Linked DNA regions of Bos taurus: region 1 is linked to region 2. A link is a contact called in public Hi-C data. All regions are on one chromosome and are shown on one strand. Each heading gives the region's core, a stretch centred on a gene start, on an enhancer-like site or on the middle of the called end of the contact. The rest is flanking DNA. Distances are from core to core; before and after follow the strand shown.

Region 1 (5,690 bases), core at 1,132-3,631, 63 kb before region 2:
GAAAGGACACACCCCTGGTGTCAACATAAGGATATTGTTAACAATGATAATGTTAATAATAATGGATAATGAGCTTGTTGCAAGGGCCAGAAGGGCATTGGAAATGGGAGCCAGAACGCAAGGGAAAAGAAAAAACCTAGAAAAATGGAAAAGAACATATGGGGCAATGTAAAGTGAAACTGCAGAATGTAGCTGGCCTGTGACTTCAAACAGGAAAAAGCTGTATACACAAATGGAGAGGGCCACCAGGACAAACAACGATGCTGAGTTGAAAAGGGAAGGGGTTATTTAGGTGAGGCAGGTTTGTCTTGGGTTTCTTTATTTTACGGTAATTATTATAAGAAAATGACAGCAATGATGATGAGGGCAGGAAAAGTCTGACTGACCACTTTGCAGATGACAAAGCTGAGAACCAAGGGGTTAAAGCCATTTGTTTGCCTTAAGTCATCCAGCTGGTCGGTGGCTGAGCTAGGACTCCTGATTCTAAGCCCAGCCTCTGGTCACAGACCCATGTATTCTGGGGTGAGCTGGTATCCAGGGTGGACGGGGTCCCCTGAGGAGGAGCCTTCAGAGTGACAGGTTCCAGCCAGAGAGGCAGGCCAAGGTGGGATCCAGGGTGGGGCTCCCAGGGTGGGGTGGGGGCAGACTGGGGCTCCCAGGTGCCCTGAGTTGAGCAGACGGGAGATGAAGCCCCAGGCCTGGCACAGCCTCTCTCGGGGGGAGGGGTGAGGTGCCTGAAGCTGGGGCCACTGGGAGGCACCGAGCCTCCAGGAACTCCCCTGAGGTCGGGCTGCGGGGTCTGGCAGGAAGGGACCAGGAAGGACTCACCTGGCCTCTAACCAGGCCACCCACACCCCAGGCCACTGGGCAGGTGCCCATGCTGTGGCCCTGGGCTGTGTCCTCAGTACTTACTGGACTTCCAGGGGCCCTGGGCACTTCTCCAGAGACTTGCAGAGGTAGGAGAGGCTCAGGGGCTCCAGCTGACATTCCTTGAGGCTGAAAAGGGGCCAGCAGGAATGATGAGGTCAGGGAGGGCTCAGGGACCCTGTGCAGCCCCCAAACCTGCAGGCCACCGGCCTCTCCCCTGACATGGAACACCCCACCCCCTACATGCCCCAGGCCCCCTACTCTGACAGTCACAATCAAGGCCCCCTGAGTGCTCAGCAGCTCTGATCCAGTCCCAAGTCCTCCTGGGACTCCTGCCTACATCCAGGCTACCACTTTCACTTACCAGCTTTACTTTAACATCCCCTGGGTTCCCCCTCTTGCCTCCCTGCAAGCCTCCACCCTGCTGGCATCTTATCTGTAACAGTATAAATCTGACCACCCTCTCCTGTGCTGAAAACCCTTTGTGGCTCCCCAGTATCCTTAGGGTAAAAGTGAAACGCCTTTCCCACGTCTCCACTCACCTCCACTCTCCCCATATAAGTTTTAGCCACCCAGAAATGCTCCCCGAGAGCCAAACCTTCACTCCCCGCCACCGCCTCCTCCCCACGAGGTGTTTATACTCTGCCTGCTTCCTGCCCCTCCCTGCTCCCTGATAACCCTGTTCAGGCACCAGCTATGAGCTACGGTGTCTCTCTTCTTAGGTGAGGAAATCAACCCCAGAGACAGGAGGGGCCCAACCAGGGTCTCACAGCCCCTCACGGTAGGGCTGGGAAGTCTTCCGAGAAAATAACATGGACTCCTCCACAAGGGGAATGTTGGATCCCGCAGCCCCATCAGCAGCCCTCCCAGACTCTCCACTCCCTCACCCTTCACCCCATTGTGGTTACCCCCAAACAAGAGGCGGTAAGACGGTACCAGAAGCTCCTGGGGACGTGGCGCTGACCAGATCCCAACCGGGCTCCAGCTCGGAACTCTGGCAAAGATCCAGCAGCCAACAGATCCCTGCAAGCGGGGAAACCATCTTGAGAGGAAAATTCCAAGCATCCATACTGGAAGACTCGACTCATTAGGGCTGGTAGGAGCCCTTGTCACAGTCAAGCCCCTCCCTGGACGGATGGGGCAACTGAGGCCCAGGGAAGGGAAGTCAGAGCGAGGATGCCCACAGCTTATACCTGTCCACGTGGGCAGCACCTGACCAGGTTGAGGGGTGCGAGGACAAGAGCCCTCCTCTTTCTGACCATCACTGTGGGCAGCATTCACATGACTTCCCCTCTCTGTGCCTTGATCCTTCTGGTTTCAAGAACCCAGAGAGTCCCTAGAAATGGAGACCCTAGCTCTGCAAGCAAGACCACCCTGGCTTCAGGCAGCCCACTTACTACCGTAAGGCTTTTCTCTAAGGCATTGTCTGGAAATGCACTCTGCCCAGCTGGCCCCACATGAGGCGCCCTTGTACCGGCCAAGGTGAGGCCAGGTGGCCTGCCTCCACTAGGGGGCAGCCCGGAGCCCTGGCACAGGAGGAACTTGTTTACCGCAAAGGCATGGAAACTTTTTCAGAGCACCAACGGTTCTTGGTTTCTCAAATGTGATACTCAGCGTGTGGAAGGGCAGTGATTCACAGGAAGGGAGGAGTCTGCTGCCGCTGCTGCTGCTAAGTCACTTCAGTCGTGTCCGACTCTGTGTGACCCCATAGACAGCAGGCAGCCCACCGTTCTACAAAGGTCTCCGGAGGCAGAGACAGGGCTGCTCCCCGCCACCCTCCAACACAGCCGCTATCTGCTGGCACCTGTCTTGTGGTAGCATCATCCGTCGGCTCCGCCCTCCCTCCCACGTGCAGGCCTTCTGAGAAAAGATTTAAGGCAGCTCATTACTGCATGTTAATATGGGGAAGAGGGTTACAGAAGTGATCCATTCCAGCCTGTCAGATATGGGTGGGTTACTCTATAGCTAACAGCCGTCAGTATGGGCCTGGGGGTGGGGGCACCTATAGGAAGTGGGGACCAGAGAGAGAGGGGACCATACCCTGTCCACACCTCAGAGCTTCCCCTCCTTACCTGCCTCTTTTGTCGCCTCTCAGGATGACGTGTTGGCTTGCAGAGCTGTAGACAGAGAGAAAGCAGTAGCGTAAGAAAGGGCCAAGGGCTCCCTACCCGGGCAGCGGCAAGGCAAGAGACCAGACATGCTGGGTTAATTAATGGTGGCCTGTTTTCTCAGCAAACGGGACAATAAACATACTACATACAAAGCACGCCACTGACAGGTCTTTGATGCTCACGATAAAATTGTCCACGTCACAGACGAGGAAACTGAGGTATAGAGAGACCTAGTGATCTGCTCAAAGCAACCCAGCCAGTGAGCAGTGAGCCTGGACTTTTGAACCTGGTCTTTCTGCTACTGCTCCACCTACTCTGGGAAGGGGGAGGGGAGGAACGGGCAGATTTTACCTGAAACCAGGGAAGATCTGCTTTGCCTGGCCCAGGGCTGCTTAGCTGGGTGCCTTCCCCTTTTTTTTTTTTTTAAACTTTAAGTTTTGTATTGGGCCATAGCCAATTAACAATGTTGTGATAGCTTCAGGTGAACAAGGAAGGGACTCAGGCATACGTATACATATATCCATTTTCCTCCAAACATCCCCCCCATCCAGGCTGCCGCACAACATTGAGCAGAGTTCCCTGTGCTATCAGTAGGGCCTTGCTGGTTATACATTTTAAATATAGAAGAGTGTATCAGTCCATCCCAAACTCCCTAACTATCCCTTCCCCCTATCCTTCCCACCGGCAACCATAAGTTTGTTCTCTGTGAGTCTGTTTCTGCTGTGTAGGTTCATTTGTATCATTTCTCTTTAGATTCCACATATAAGGGATGTCATACAATATTTCTCCTCTTTGCCTGATTTACTTCACTCAGTGTGACAGTCTCTAGATCCATCCATGTTGCTGCCAGTGGCATAATTTCATTCTTTTTAATGGTGCCTTCCCTTCTACACTCTTATCAGCTCCAGAGACCCCACCACTGGGGCGGGTCCCTGAAAATTCAATGGCTACCGGAGAGCGCTCAGTTTCCTTAGAAGTCTCCCAGGGCAATCCAGAGAGTAAGTATGGGACAGTATACGGATTGTGTCCCATGGTGCATTTCGAGAAATTTGAGCATTCTGGAGCTATATTTTATCATTCATCTATTCAATCATTCCACAGACACACACCAGTTGTTCACTGGGCCTGGTATCACACCAGAGCCCTGAGGATGCTGTGTCATGAGTGGGACAGACGAGGGACAGGACAGGGTCCCAGGGGCACTCTCACCTGAATTCCAAATGTAGAAGCCACCGCAGAGTAGAGAAGCACTGGGTCAAACTGCACACACCCTCCAGGGACAAATGGTTCTCACTGAGGCTGGAGAATCAGAGGGATGTTGTGGACGAGGTCACTCAGGACTCAATAACACCCTCTTTGTGGTTAGAGCACAAGGTTGGGGAGGGCTGTCCCTCTCTGTACCAGACAATGGAACACTCTGAACCCCAGAGTTACTCAGAGTGTCTCTGCTAACTTCTTATTGTACAGATGGGGAAACTGAGGCCCAGAGAGCAGCAAGGTCTGGCCCAAGATTAAGAGACAAGTTGGTGACAGAGCTGAGATTAGAACTCAGTGGTTCCGTCTATCTATAATGAATCTGGGGTGACTTGTGCCTCGGTTTCCCCATTTGATCCAGGAGGGGCAGTGCCCAGTGCTAAGTGAAGATGTGAGGCCCCTTGGTGAAAAAGCAGAACAGAGCTTTTCCTCTTTCATGGCCTGTCAAGCCATCCTAGTGGTTTAATATTTGCCACTTAACGTAGCACTCCTCAGGCCCTGGGAGACTGGCAGGTGGTGCAGACCCTCACAGGCTGGAAGCCATACCAGCAGCCATTCCCAGTATTGACAAGGTCACAGGAGGATATTCTGGAAGGCTCCTTGATAGCTCAGCTGGTAAAGAATCCGCCTGCAATGCAGGAGACCCCGTTTTGATTCCTGGGTCAGGATCTTTTCAGGAGGGAAAAGATCCCAGGAGAAGGGATAGGCTACCCACTCCACTATTCCTGGGCTTCCCCTGTGGCTCAGCTGGTAAAGAATCCTCCTGCAATGCGGGAGACCTGGGTTTGATCCCTGGGTTGGGAAGATCTCCTGGAGAAGGAAAGGCTACCCACTCCAGTATTCTGGCCTAGAAAAATCCATGAACTGTATAGTCCATGGGGTCATAACAAGACACGACTGAGCAATTTTCACTTCACTTCATATCTGCATAACATTTGCCTCCATCAGTGAGGCTTTCCTCCCCACCCTCTGGAGGTTGTGAACAGGAACAGAAGCAACCTCTGCTTGTCCCAGCCTCCCAGAGAAAGGCGGGTGGAGTGGGCAGTGCTCTCAAGCCACAGCACGGGTTATAGTCCAAGCCACAGCCACCCGCTTCTGTGTTTCCGTGTGAACTGACTAGAACCAGGAGCTCAGAGAGGTGATGTAATTTGTCCAGGGACACTGGGAACCTAGGACCTATAACCAGGTTTCTGTGGCCAGGAAGGCTCTCCTTGAAGAGCCAGGGAGGAGGAGGAGCGGGGGGCGTGTGAGCCTGGAACACTTGGACCTTTAAGGGCCTAGAAACTCTGGTTGGCTGCAGGCAAAGTCTGGGGGTTCCCGGCCTCCTTCCAGGGCCCCTTCCCGTAGTGAACTTCTTCCCTCTCTTGGCAGGTGCTCAGGGCTCTCAAGTCTCCAGTCACACTGCTTTGGATGTCTTCTTTAGTTCAAACCGTCCCTGCCAACCCGGCCAGGGCCCCA
Region 2 (5,688 bases), core at 2,985-5,484:
TTTCTTTAAGTCCAGAACTGATGATTATATAACAAACAACTCAGTTTAAACTCTGTACTAAGGATTATATAACAATGTATCCTGCTTGAGGACAGTTTCTCCTTCCTGAAAACCTTCTGGCTAATCCTGTTATCTTATAATGTAAATTATGGGAGTCGGTCTAGTAAGATCTTTACAACCTGGAGACAATCTTTTGATTTACTGTAATAACTAATTAAAAAAGTATATAACTCCTTTGCTAATACTAGCAAGGGGGCATTCTCCGTCCCCCTTCTGATGTCTATGTCAGAAGGCTTCTCTGTCCCTTTTCACTTTAATAAAACTCTGCTATAAAAAAAAATAAATGAACAATTAAAAATGATATCACATGGACTTTCCCGGTGGTCCAGTGGCTAAGACTCTGCTTCCAATGCAGGGGACCCAGGTTTGATCTCTGGTCAGGGAACTAGATCCCACATGTCACAACCAAGAGTTCACATGCCGCAACTAAAGATCCTGCATGCTGCAATTAAGACTTGTAGCCAAATAAATAAATTAATTTCAAAAAATGATATCACAGCATTTGGTTGTTGTTGCTAAGTTGTGTCCGACTCTTTTGCGACCCCATGGACCATAGCCCGCCAGGCTCCTCTGTCCATGGGATTTTCCAGGCAAGAATACTGGAGTGGGTTGCCATTGATTTTCCTTCAATATATAATTCTATGTTACTTAGTTGAAAAAGTGTAATTCCATTTTGGTTTTTATGAGTTCATTATTTAAAAAAAAAAAAGGAATATACATATGCAGAAAAAAGACCCGAAGGAGGAAAACCAAACTGAGAAGACAGGTCACCTGAGTGTGAATACTGATATTCCCTCAAGTTCATTGAAATTCTCCTTTGCCAAATGTCAGAGGCATCCCAGCCAGAAGGGCTGCTAAAAACCTTTCTGGGAAATACTCCTGTGTCTGGGAATTTATCAGAAGACTCTGGAGTGACTCACAGGATGTAGCGCGAGTTCCATCCCAGAGAATGGAACTGGTAGGGTAGACAAATGAACTCAGGTTTCTCCAGGCCCACCATCTTTTCACCCCAGGAAACCTGGTTTCACGCCCTGGTCTAGTAGGCAGAGAGGATGACAGCAGAGTGGAAGAGTCTGGGGTCAGAGGTGGCCAGAAGAACTAAGCTCACATTCGTCTTCACCTTTCAGATCCACAAAGAGCTTGAGAATACTTAGGGCTTCTCAAAGGGGTATAAAGGGGTTTCATGACAATTTCACCCAGCTCTCAAGGATCTAGGAAACCCCAGATGGCATGGAGGTTACATAATCATGCTTATTTTATGAGTAACAAGTCCCAAATATATAACCAAGATGCTTGCCTGCCTCACCACTTCCACCTCGTTTCAAGGGGAGTGGATGGCAGAAACATGGTCTTTCAGGGTAGTCTCAGGGACCAAAAGCCTTCTCTTCTCCAGACACCTTGCACCAACTGCCAGCCTGATCAATTTTTCAGACTTGTTTTTTCCTACTCAAATCAACTGGGTGTTTGTCTTGCAGACTGAGTTTCAGTCAAGACTTTGGGCTACCAGCCAACATTCAAAAAACAGATTCGGTAAAGAAAACCAGTACTTTACATCTTTAGAATGCCTCCAAAAAGTTTTGTTTTGTTTTTTTGGCCATGCCGCATGGCATGTGGAATCTTAGTTCCTGGGACAGGGATTGAACCGTGCCCCCTGCACTGAAAGCACAGAGTCTTCACAAAGTTTTCACAAAGTATTTGCATATGTATTTAATTGGAAAGCAGAGGGGAGATTCTGGGATGGCAAATTAGTTTTCTAGTTTTGCTACAGCTGTAACAAAGGACCACAAAATGGGTGAATTAAAATGACGGAAGTTTATACTCTAATAGTTCTGGAGGCCAGACATCTGAAACCAAGGTGCGGGCAGGGCCACCCTCCCTCTGAAGCTTCAAGGCGTGGGCTCTGCCTGGCCCATTTTGGCTTCTGATGGTTTCGGGCAGTTCTTGAGCTTCCTTAGTCTGTTGATGTCTCATTCCAATCTCTGCCTCTGTGTCACATGGCTGTCTTCTCCCCCTGCATATCTCTATCTTCTATGCTGGCCTCCTTCTTATAAGGACACCAGTCATACTGAATTAAGGGCCCACCTACTCTCATATGACCTCATCTTAATTAATTACATCTGCTATGACCTTTTTTTCAAAGTAAAGTCACATTCTGAAATAGAGGGCTTAGAACTTCACCATTATCTTTTTCAGGGACACAATTCAACCCATAACAGACAGAGGAAGACATCCTAAGTGATTTGGCTGGATTTTCTCAGAGGGGAGGTAGGTGTGTGTAGGGAGTGTAGGGAGACAGACCGGTGCCACATCACCTCTGTATCTGTTGGAGGAATAAGGCCAAGCACATCGTCAGACTCTTCCAAAACACTTTCCCTTCTGCTTGTCTGCCTTCGTTAAGGACTCTCACCCCTCATGCTCGTGCCATACCTTGAGGTTGACCATGAACAGGGCACTCTCATCGAGCAACCCATAAAACACACTTGGAAGGACATATTGTCATCCCTATTTTACACGTGAGAGACCAAGTTTCTGAGAGATACAACAGCCGTGGTCATCAAGCAAGACCCTGATGCTGGGAAAGATGGAGGGCAGGAAGAGAAGGGGGCAACAGAGGATGAGATGGTTAGAGAGCAGTACCGACTCAATGGACATGAGTTTGAGCAAACTCCAGGAGACAGTGAAGGACAGGGAAGCCTGGCGTGCTGCAGTCCATGGGGTCGTAAAGAGTCGGACATGACTTATTGACTGAACGCCACCACCACCAACAAGCAAATTCAAGGTGCTGAAAGCCCTGGTTTGTCTGCTTCCTGTGCTAGGTGCCAATCAAGCTGGTGCTATGCTTTGCAGGCAAGGCAGGTGGGCATAATCAATGACCAGCCCAGTGAATGCTATCTTTCATTAAGCTTTGAGAAAAGCGCCCTAGATGGGGAACCTGCACACACCATGAAATCATCAGCTTTGTTTCCCCTTCTGTTCTCTGGTAAGAGACTGGGCCTTGTGCTTTTCTGAGCTTACAGCTTCTTAGAGAGAAAGAAAACCAATTTGGAGAAAGGCGACTCCAGGTATTGACCCCGTATACACACCACCTTCTGCTATCCCCAGGTTTGGGAGGTTGGGAAGTACTGGTTTTCAAATTGCTTCAAGTCCTCCAACTTCTTAAAACATAAACTTAAGAACCCTAACTTATAAAATGGAGGGCCATTCCAGCAAACTTCAGATCTTGTCCCCCTCCCGTGCCCTCCATGAGAAAACGGCTGAAAACAACTTGAAAACACAAAAAGCAAGTAACAAAACGGCACCCATGTAACCAAAAGGCACCCATGTAAACAAAAAGCCACCCGTGTATTCACCTATTACTTATGAGGTTAAAATATTCATCAGGAATAGTCTGTGGAGATCTGACATGAAGGAATTACTGTTAAAAAATTTAAAGAGATGGTGCGGTGGCTACGTCTGTTTAACAACTCTTTGAGTACTTTGTGAAAATTTTTTCGGTTGAGGTGCTGTGATGTCTGTTTGCCATTTGTTTCAAAATGACGTGTGGCAGGGACGAAACTGGACTGGTCTGTTGAAGCTAACCACCGTGGTGGTTACACGGGCTTGGTTATATCAGAACAGGCATTATCTGTGGAGCTCAACCTAAATTCTAGGGCTACCTTTGCATGTGTTTGGAATTGTCCATCCTAAAAAGCTTTTTCGGCTAAAAAGTCTGAACTGCACCCCAGGAGCAGCGGGACTTCTGAATTTTTTACCAGGCAATTAGAAGTTGAAGCTCCAGGAGGTGACAGGAGCAGTGGGAAGGTGGAGAGGAGTGGGAGGGAGCAGGCACGCAGCCGCGTCCCGAAACCCAACCCGGGTGACCCGGACTCGCTTTCCTCTGCAGCTCGCCACTCGTCCCCCAAACTCCGCAGGGCGGCAGGCGCTCAGCCGCCCTGCCCACCGGCGCCCCAAGCTGTTTACCCGTTCTTCAGTCCAGCCGTCCGCCGGCCCGACCTCCCATACTTGACCATCTCTCTGCCTGGCCAGCCACCACGTGGCCGTGGGAACGCCGGGCTCCGGAGTCCTCCAGCAGCCGCGCCGCCTTGGCGCCCCAACCTCCCCGCGCCGCTCGCCCCGCGAAGCGCTGCGTACTCACCGGCTGCGCTCCCGACTTCGCCGCGCTCCACTTGAAACTGAAAGCAGGCGCGGAGTAGCCCGGCGGCGGGCTCTCGGAGCCGGCTGCCTCTGCTGGGAAATCACGTGGGTTCTCGGTGCCCGGGCGCGGGACGGGCGGGGCGGCACACCCGCTCCAGTGCCTCCTGCGCTCAGCCACCTGCGCGGACAGGACCCGGGGATGGCACCAAGGGAAAGCCCCTCCCGTGGATGTGAAACCGAGGCGCAGGGATGAGGATGGGCGCACCCGGGGGGCGCCGGTAGACCCCGGGCTGAGTTCCGCTTTCCCTGCCTCCCTGGAGACTAAGGAGGGGTGGGCAGGGTGGGAAGGGATGCCCGCTGGGTAGGAGGAGGAGACTTAGCCCCCAGGGGTCCAGCCTCCTGTTCCTCGTTGCTCTCCGGGATGAAGGGAGGGGAGAATCGAAACTGGTCTTACTGAGCCCTTGATCCTTTGGACGGTGCTTAAACACACTACCTACGAATTTACGAGGGAGGTCAAGGAACTTGCCCAACTCACACAAGGGTCACAGGCAGAGACGAGGGAGGAGTGGGACAAAGGGGACTGGAGGAGAGGTAAGAGGGTGCGAAGGCGTCCCCCGGAAGGGTCAGCAGCAGTCCTGAATGGCCACTGGTCACTGCCCTTTCAGGACTGACTACAACCTCCCTGGCGTTTTGCATTCCTCTGGGGACAGGCGGTCCTGTCCTCCTGCAGAGGGTACATTCCCGGGACAGGTCTGCCTGCTAGGAAGACCATCTGCCCACCTCACCCTGGCATCTCCACAGTGAAGTAGCACGTACTCCCAGATCTGTCCTCCTGCCTCTCAAGCCAGGTGTGTAGGCGTCAGGGCACTGCCAAGTAGTGGTCAGAGCACAACCATCGGGGTCTGACATCCTTGGGTTCAAGTCCTGCCCTCAACTTCCTGGCCAAATGCCTTTACTTCTCTGAGCCTGAAGTTTGCTGTCTGTAGGGTGATGATCCCTCCACGTAGAGATCTTTAAAACGTGACCTCCTACAGTTAAGGCTGATGCAGCCTGTGCCTGAAGTGAGCGAGGCATCTTTCTGCCCATCCCACAGCCCTGTGAGAAGGGAGAAGGGAAGCTGCTGCCCTTCCAGCACCAGCTCTGATGACCAGATATCATGTGATGGCAGAGATTTGGCAGTCAAGTGCTTGTGGCTGATTCCCAGGCCCACCACTTCTAGCTATGTGGCCTCAGGCAAATGCCCTGTCCTCCCCAGGCCTCAGTTTCCTCCTCTGCTAAATGGGGTATTCCCAGCTTCGCCGGGTCACTGCAGGGCATGATGGGAGATGGAAGAGAAAGTGCATGTGGGCTGTGACTGGATGCATGGATGGGGTTATGTCCCAAGATCAGGATGTGCACTTCAGTACCACTCGTGTTCACAGAACACCTCCTCCCTGCCCAGGCTGGGGAGAGTGGACGGACGCATGGACAGATAACCACAATCTGGAGAGACAA

The links. Hi-C and Micro-C count contacts between places; a contact is called where the count stands out from the background.
Region 1: a contact with region 2 is called in a Hi-C map of liver, with 3 times the contacts expected there. The contact joins the enhancer-like site here to the promoter of NLRC5 in region 2. A contact is called at or near these places in 4 of 11 Hi-C or Micro-C datasets (blastocyst, blood, liver and 1 more).

The regions. Positions count from the first base shown.
Region 1 is chr18:25,069,277-25,074,966 of ARS-UCD2.0, reverse strand. NLRC5 (NLR family CARD domain containing 5) reads right to left here. Exons shown (of 49, transcript XM_059877430.1): 21 at 4,188-4,277; 22 at 2,940-2,984; 23 at 1,804-1,890; 24 at 913-996. Among named protein-coding and RNA genes, the nearest start is that of MIR2285N-3, 6.1 kb to the right of the region's middle. Within about 2 kb of position 2,381, at least 31 of the 102 cell types and tissues checked have an H3K27ac peak or open chromatin away from gene starts, as enhancers often do. A contact at or near this core is called in liver and skeletal muscle, where this site is marked.
Region 2 is chr18:25,008,439-25,014,126 of ARS-UCD2.0, reverse strand. NLRC5 (NLR family CARD domain containing 5) reads right to left here and starts at 4,234. Exons shown (of 49, transcript XM_059877430.1): 1 at 4,196-4,234.